2 separate regions of the Callithrix jacchus genome follow, and region 2 is linked to region 1. A link is a contact called in public Hi-C data. All regions are on one chromosome and are shown on one strand. Each heading gives the region's core, a stretch centred on a gene start, on an enhancer-like site or on the middle of the called end of the contact. The rest is flanking DNA. Distances are from core to core; before and after follow the strand shown. Region 1 overlaps ESR1 (estrogen receptor 1). Region 2 overlaps ESR1 (estrogen receptor 1).

Region 1 (4,232 bases), core at 45-2,544:
CCTGATTTTTTATTTTCCACTGAATATATAATATTTTAGGCCATTAGCTCTCTTTTTCTTTGAATTCAATCCACAGTAAGAAATACATTTTACATCACAATCAGCACACAGAAGCATGTATAATTAAAACAGATTTTCAGGAAACAAAACTTATCCTTACTAAATACCACACATTCTGATATTTTCTATTATATTCCTTTCTGTTTTATTCCTTTTAAAAGAATATCCTAGACTCACTAAACTGGTTTCATGACCCTCTGGGTCATGACAAGCAGTTTGAAAATACTGCTTTCAGTCTCAAAACTTTTGATAACTACTTAAGAAACGTAAAGTTCCCTAAAAGAGGCTAACCGATCCTTTCCTTTACACTCAGAGTTACTTAAGCAGAAAAACTAAGAGGGGAAAAATGCTAAATAACATCTGTCCTTATGAAGAATTGCATAGATCCTTCTTTTCCTTGCTGGTTAATAAGAGGCAGAATTCTAACAACAGAGGAAAGACTTTCCAGGAAACAAAACACAGGAAAAACTGAAAATTTCTAAAACTGAATTTCCACACAGAGTCCTATTTTTGTAAGTTTTTTTTTAAACTTTTAAGTTCCTTGTCTTTTTTATTATTCTAAGAGTATCTGAATATCATTTGATGCAAAAAAAAATGTAAGATAGGGCATATTACACTGATACTGCTTATCACTGGGATGATGAACAATTTTGAAAAAGATGTGATCCCCTCTGTATTTGACCAGATTCACTTCGTAATTATTAGCAAGGCAGTAAATAATCCACCAAGGAGCAGTCTCATTAGTGCCCATTGAAATTCAGTGGCATTAATTTGCAATAAAAGAACTGAAAATTAAATAGGAAAAAATGGTTTCTGGATTCCATCATAAGGTTATGGAATTCACATCATACCAATGCCTTCCTTCACATCAAGGAGTTTAGAATGTTGTGTGGAATTAGACTTAATAGCTGTATTTTATTCTTCCATTTAAAAAAAAGGTGGGCAGAAGAAATCCTTTCTCTCTATTTTAATCCTAAATTAAAAGAAGTAAAATTAATTTGAAATACGCCAACTTTTAAAAGTTTTGTTCATTGTTTGTCTTTTATGTAAAGACAGCTTGAACCTGTGTGGCTGTGGGATGTTCTAAATTCCTCTAAAGTGGCTGAAGATGCACGCTGGAAACCCCCAGAATCTGCCCTTCAGCACCTTCTGGGACCAACCTGCACCTTAGTCCCCTTCTAAGATCCTTCTGCTATAAAGATCCCTGGAAATAGAACACTGAACAAAAAATGGTCCACAGCTTACAAAGCAGAAAGATGTGGGGACACCAGTCCAGACACCAGTGTACAGTTGGGAAATGCCTAATTCTGCACCAGCCATGTGGTGCCCTGAAGCTCCCAAACCCAGTCCAGGGTACACCTGTCCTGTGGCCACCTAGGCAGGTGTTCACCGGAAACACCCACCTAATCCCTCTGCAGGCCCATCAGGAAAAAAAAAAAAAAAAAAAAAGGAGAAACTGGACAAGGGAAAATGGGAGGAATGGGAGAGGGAGACAGAACAACTCTTGTTGGAAAAAAAAATTAAAAGGAGTATACAAAACCTTCACATCGAAGTCACAAAGTGTTCTCCCATGTCCTGGACCGGCCGCGCTCCTTCCACAGTGGCTGCGAGGCGCAGACCCCGCTGACCCCGTAGGACACTCCGGGGTATTCTCCCCAGATGGGACAGGCTCGTCCCTGGGCTGCCGGGAGATTATTTTTAAGCATTCGTGCTTCCATACGGCTAATTTTAAAATCGCGGGACACCTACAAATTTCCGGCTGTCAGAAGTCACATGCCAGCCACCGGCTCCAGCGCGGACTCAGACAGCTAACTCTGAAATCAGAAACTTGCTGTGACCCATTCAACTCCCAATCGCTTTCTAAAACCCCAGGACGTGGGGTGGGGAGGAGGGGAATCGCTTCCCAGAAAGTCATCACAGCAGACAAATTTCCAATCAAAGACTCTAAATGAAAGGAAATTTGGGGGCCACATTAAACAAAAACATTAAAAGGCTAAATAAAACTCCGCTGAGCTCCGCTAACTCCAAACAACCCCAGCTTTAAATGCCAAGCGCGGGACCTTCCCAAGTGACTCAAGGCACCTCATGTTTATTTGCCTGGAGGTGTTTTCCCCCACAAATAACTGCTGCTTTGTCTGGTTTTCCAACGTGTGTTTAGTTAGGAAGCCCCGGGCGTTCAGGTCTGCCTCTCGCACCGACTGTAGATGGGTGGAGAGCGCGTTTTTTTCAGCTGCCCTGCGAGAGAACTTGGCTCTGAACGCATCGCGGGCTGCACGCAGAACCCCCGGGCGAGCTGCACGCCCCGGGTTCCCTGAGCGCGCCCTCGGGTCGCGCGTCCCGCGGCTCCCTCGGCTCCCCCGGCTCCCCCGGCTCCCTCCCTCCCGCCGGGCGCGGCGGCCACCCCGACGACGGGCGGCGCGGGCGCGGGTACCTGTAGAACGCCGGCGGGCCGGCCTCGCGCACCGTGTAGCCGCTGGGCTCGTTCTCCAGGTAGTAGGGCACCTGCTGGCCGTGGGGCTGCAGGAAGGGCGACAGCTGCGGCGGCGGGTGCAGCAGCATCAGCGGGCTCGGAGACACGCTGTTGAGTGTGGGGAACCCCCCCAGGCCGTTGGAGCCGAACGCCGCCGCCTCGGACCCGGGGCCATAAGGGAGGCCAGACTGGCCATAGACCTGCGCGTTGGCGGCGGCCGCGGCGTTGAACTCGTAGGCGGCGCCCTCGGGGTAGTTGTACACGGCGGGCTTGCCGCTGTCCACGTACACCTCGCCCAGGGGCCGCTCCAGGGGGATCTTGAGCTGCGGACGATTCAGGGGCTCCAGCTCGTTCCCCTGGATCTGGTGCAGAAGGGCCATCCCGGACGCTTTGGTGTGAAGGGTCATGGTCATGGTCCGAGGCCGCCGGCAGGGCGCAGATCGGATCCCCGCAGTGCTGAAGGCTCAGAAGCCGTTGGGCCACCTGGAAAAAGAGCACAGCCCGCGGTTAGAGGCGGCGCAGCGCATGTCCTGCCGAGACGCGACTCGAGCTCGGGCCCCGGCCCTGCCCCGGGAGCCGGAGGGTCCGGTGGAGTCTGGCGACCCGATGGGAGCAAGTGCAGTCCCGGGACCAACGCCCTCCGCCAGCTCCCGCGCTCCCGGGCCTCCAACTTTAAGTACTGGTCTCCCGAGCTCATATGCATTACAAAGGTGCTGGAAGATGGCCAGGGACTGTTGCCTTGCCCTGACATTGGCTTAAACATCACTCCAGGCACAACTCGTTTTGGAGCGATCCCAAAAAGCAGCTTCCCTGAACTTTACTTGTCGTCGCTGCTGGATAGAGGCTGTGTTTCACGGCCAGGGGGCGGGGGCGCACGAGGATCTGCTAAAGGTGGCCCAGGGAAGACCGGGCTTAAAATAAATGTGAAAGACGAGTCCAGGGACCAGCTTTCTCCCGGGAGCTGCCTTATGTGCCCCGTGCCAGACTCCAATATATCTCTGTTTGTCTCTCTTTCGGTTTGATTCCCCCTCCTCGTTGGCTAGCAATACGTAGTGTGTACATAGGATGACCCTGGGGAGGACTACACTGTAACCGAGATAGGGCAGATAGAATGGGGTGTGGGGTTGCATACGCAGCCAGCCACAGACAGCTATATTTAGCAGCTGGGGGAACTGATAGGGGGCATCTGAGGGGAAGGGGGGCGGAGATTCGGGGTATACATATAGGACGAGCTGCACTTTGCCATCAAGAGAATGCAACCTGCCCGGACCTCAGTTTCTTCCTCTGCAAAATGCTCCCAAAGTGGACCCTTCCACAACCTTCTCAGAGTCTCTCAGCCTGACTTGTGTGTTTATGTTGGACCACAGTACTGTACTTGGTCCCATTAGGAATTCTCATGTGAAGGATGATTCAGAAAACCCCTTGGTTAGGGCGCACATGGGTGTTCATGCCTTCCACAGGTTAGTTATGCAACGAAAGCTTCAGAAAACTGAATGTGAAATGTGACCTTTTCGTACCAAACATAAGCTCAGGTCATGAACCAAAGCTTTGGCAATTACATCACATAGTCGGTCTGGTCCAACTAACAGATTTTTAAAATGCATTTCTGCGTGTCTATTCTTTAGTCCTACAACTCAGTCTTATCCGTTCAATTGGGCTAGTATATGCAGAATCAAATATCCAGATGAAAAACAAATAGAAA
Region 2 (4,398 bases), core at 588-3,087, 120 kb before region 1:
GTTAAAAATAAATTATGTCAATTTAAAAATTTTAGTCTCTTAGATTTTGATTTCAAAATATTCTTTTCTAACATCCAGGAAAATTACAGTGTGTTGATACTGAAAATGAACACATCTCCTATAACCTTGAAACGAGTTACATAACAAGTTATTGCTTGCTTCTTTTTCTCCTACTATTTCTCCCAGGACATCACAACCAGTTCTTGAAAAGCTATTGACTCTTAAAAGCTGAGTTTCACATTCTTACCTGGTACCCTCTTTGCCCAGTTGATCATGTGAACCAGCTCCCTGTCTGCCAGGTTGGTCAGTAAGCCCATCATCGAAGCCTCACTGAAGGGTCTGGTAGGGTCGTACTCGGAATAGATTATGGGGGGCTCAGCATCCAACAAGGCACTGACCATCTGGTCAGCTGTCAGGGACAAGGCTGGGCTGTTCTTCTTAGAGTGTTTGATCATGAGCGGACTTGGCCAAAGGTTGGCAGCTCTCAGGTCTCCAGTGGACCCCACTTCATTCCTGCCCTCCCCATCATCTCTCTGGCGCTTGTGTTTCAACATTCTCCCTCCTCTTCGGTCTTTTCGTATCCCTGAAAACACAGGGGGAAAACAACCAATTAATTTATTTTTTTCCCATGTAAACTTTTATACAAAACAATCTTCAAAGCTAACCGTCTTTCATTTTATGTGAAGAAATACTCTCAAGCAAGGTGAGCTGGTAAGTGTTTCACAAGTGTGTCTCCAAGAGAAAAAGAAAAAGACTTTGATTTGTAGCAGTGGCCAGTGTTCATGGTGTAAATGCTGCCACCATCGCAAATTTCAGGCCACTTGTCTGATATCAAGTGGCTTATAAAACTCCTGAAAATTGAACAGTGGGTGCTCATGAGCCCAAACAAACTGACTCTGACACACCAGGTAGGGTTGTGTGTGTGTAACAGGTGTTATAACAAGAACAGAATTCTAATTAGTTATTCTTAAAATATGATTTAGCATCAAAGCCTACTTCTGCTAGTAATATTGTCTTAATAGTAAATTAAAAGACAGTTTTTAAAAGCATGTAGTCCAAGGAGATGGGCAAGAATAAATAAGAATGACTTGCTCATAAGGTATATTTGAACAAACATGTGACTGAAATATATATATATATATATGTTATATATGTGTTTTTATATATAATATATTAAATGACACTTTAAAAACGTAGAGACACCATGAACTCTTCCCATTTGCTCAGTGTTAAAATAAACCTTTCTCATGTAATAGTAAAAATTATAATAAAGATTGTTATTACTAATATGCATTCAGCACTTACTACATATTTTAAGCATTTACATACTTGGAAGCAGTTTAGAACTAATTTAGTTCTTACAATAATCTTGTTAAATTTGAGAAACCATTAGTGAAATTAACCAACTTGTACAAGATCATTCTCTATTAAGTATGATTCCAGATTCTGGCTCTGAAAAGAAGTTTGCATTAACAAGTTTCAGGATATTGTCTAGGTACTAACTTAACAAACTGAATGACACCTAAAAGTAAAAGATGAGAACAGTGGTGTCTGACCAGCCATTGTCCCTGGTCAGGCATTTCAACTTTCATTGTCAGATTTGCCAATGAAGTTATAATATCTGAATTAAGGGAGATGATATTTCCACTGTAATCTCAAGTCATAGGCGCACACCTGATGTATCACACTCATTGGCTGGATCTGAAAATATAAGAAAAATCAGTCTACTCAAGTTACAGTAACTAGAAGCATAAGGAGACATGAAATCAGGTCATAGAGTGAGCTAGTGAGGAACAAAGAATGGTTAGCCTAGGGAAAAGAAAACACGGAGGAAGCAAGAGCACTGCCCTTAGATGGGTTGTTCTGCATAAGACGGGTTCAACTTGTTCTTTACCAGGCTAAAATAGAAGCAGGATGTGGAAACGTTTTAGTTACAGCTCAATGCAAAGAAGCCGTTTGTAACACTCAGAGCCAACAACAAAGATAGAAACTGCCATCATAGGAAATGATGAGGTGGATCGCTGGGTGTTTCCAAGAATAGGTTAGATGAGGACTTTCAAGGGATGTTCCCAAAGGGATTCCATTACCCAGAAAGTGTTTGCACTAGTTGACCTCCAGTAGACACTCCAATGCTGAGATTGTACTGTATGACTTTACCATCTTCTATTTGAAACATTAAAAAAAAAAAAGTAAGAGCAGGAGCCTTATGGTAGAAATCAGGGAAAATATATCAAAAGCAAAGAATTATTTTAGATTCAGATTTCTCAGGAAATTCTGAGATCAGTTTTGAGAAGATGAGTTCTAACTTGTATTTACCAACTTTGGGTGAGGACTAGGGTAAGAAAATGCCTGGTTCTTTGGTATTAGTCAGTGTATCACCCAAATACTATTTATAACTCTACTCCACAATTTTAGAAAGAAATTAAGAATGTGCTCAAGTCTTACAGGAAAGATGCAGCAGTGATTACAATCTTTTAATAGCAAATCTACATAAAGAAATAAAAGCAACTGATTTGATTAAAAAAGAAATGATTAGAAGGTGATATTGTTTTTCCTAAGGTGAAATCAGAGTCACCAAATTATAACTATACACAGCATTTTACCTTTTAAAAATAAAGTATTTTTTAAAAAAGCTCCTTCCATAAATGTAATTTATCTTCCTTTAAAAAGATTTCAAAGATAAAGAAAACCACAAGGTTAATGAAACAAAACAAAATGTAGTATTACCACCCACTTTAAAAGGCTTTCACAGTCATACTAAAGATAAGCTGATTTCCAACAGAAGAATTTTAGAATCAACTCATAAATTGATATTGGTGGTTACCAAAATATTATATCAAAGTATTTGTTCATTTAGTAAAACTCCATTCAATACTTACAATGTATATTCATGGAAGGTGCAGTGGTAAGCAAATACAGATCATGTTACCCTCTATCAATCAAGTTTCCAGCTTGCGGAGAGAAAGACATTGATCAAAAGTTATTCAGTATTTATTGATTGAATTAATGAACCAATGAACTGCTGAAAGCACAATGGATGGGAGGAAGTGACTGGGGAAGGAGACAAAGAAAACTTCTCTAAGAAAGGATGTTACATTTAAATCAGATCGTGATATGTCCCTTCTTGGAGGAATTTAGGAGTAGGCTACTTAGATGGCTTAGTTGTAGTACCATGTAAAGAAGTAAGTTGAACCACCACACCCATTTACATCTCACAACTGTATGACTCAAGTTGTTCAACACAAGACACACAGGTTTGGGCTTTGGAACAACAAAATACAACTGAAAAGGTGAGGAAAGAGTTGACTATTTATAAAATCATCAAATCATCAAGTAGGTGAAAGTAGATTCACTTAGCACTGACAAATATTTTCTTTAATATACTGATATGGTTTGGCTGTGTCCCCATCTGAACCTCATCTTGAAGTTACCTACTTTAAATGGGGACTGTGGTAAGAAAATGCCTGGTTCTTCAGTATTAATCAGTGATTTACCCAAATACTATTTATACCTCTACTCTACATGTTTAGAAAGAAATTAAGAATGTGCTCAAGTCTTACAGGAAAGATGCAGCATAATTGTGACATGTTGTGGGAGGGACCCAGTGGGAGGTAATTGAATCATGGAGGCAGGTTTTTCCTGTGCTGTTCTCATGATAGTGAATATATCTCATGAGATCTGATGATTTCATAAAGGGCAGTTCCCTTGCACCTGTTCTCCTGCCTGCCACCATGTAAGACGTGCCTTTGCTTCTCCTTCACCTTCTGCCAGGATTGTGAGGCCTCCCCAGCCATGAGGAACTGTGAGCTCATTAAACCTACTTTTCTTTATAAATTACCCAGTCTCAGGTATTTCTTTATAGCAGTATGAAAATGGACTAATACATATACCCTAAATGTACTATATTTTTCGAATTCCAAATTCCCTACAAAATATACAAACAAAACGAAAACAGAAAATTATAGATATTATATGGCCAACTGCATGTGATAGAATCCCAAGGGTATGGTTCAATGAAGAATGGATCCTCCTCTACATGGGAGTAGTAATTTTACACATTTTTGGTCATAAGATTGCAGGCATTTTACAGAAGTTCAAAAATATCTAACTAGAATTGAGTGGAAGAAGGTAAAAAAAGACCTGATTTCTATTTCAATTTTACCGTAGGTTAAGTGAAAACTACAGATCAGAAACAACAGGCTGTGTCACTATGGAACATACAGCTTGCACTTAATTATATAGAGCAGTGGACCACAGGAGTGACGTGGATAATTGAAATTTAAAGATAGAGTTTGAACACATTCCCTACTTCCTACCAAGACATTTTCTTGAATTGTCAGTAGAGCAGCAACATAGAGTAATATGGAATTTACTTACATTCACCCCCCAACTGCCTAA

Evidence for each region. Hi-C and Micro-C count contacts between places; a contact is called where the count stands out from the background.
Region 2: a Hi-C map of skeletal muscle shows a contact between it and region 1, with 5 times the contacts expected there. The contact joins two enhancer-like sites. A contact is called at or near these places in 2 of 3 Hi-C or Micro-C datasets (both in skeletal muscle).

What each region holds. Positions count from the first base shown.
Region 1 is chr4:158,659,718-158,663,949 of calJac240_pri, reverse strand. It overlaps ESR1 (estrogen receptor 1), which reads right to left. Exons shown (of 9, transcript XM_054254535.2): 2 at 2,492-3,013. The coding sequence starts at 2,943. Among named protein-coding and RNA genes, the nearest start is that of ESR1, 120 kb to the right of the region's middle. Within about 2 kb of position 1,294, at least 1 of the 16 cell types and tissues checked has an H3K27ac peak or open chromatin away from gene starts, as enhancers often do. A contact at or near this core is called in skeletal muscle, where this site is marked.
Region 2 is chr4:158,783,755-158,788,152 of calJac240_pri, reverse strand. It overlaps ESR1 (estrogen receptor 1), which reads right to left. Exons shown (of 9, transcript XM_054254535.2): 5 at 248-583. Among named protein-coding and RNA genes, the nearest start is that of ESR1, 250 kb to the right of the region's middle. Within about 2 kb of position 1,837, at least 1 of the 16 cell types and tissues checked has an H3K27ac peak or open chromatin away from gene starts, as enhancers often do. A contact at or near this core is called in skeletal muscle, where this site is marked.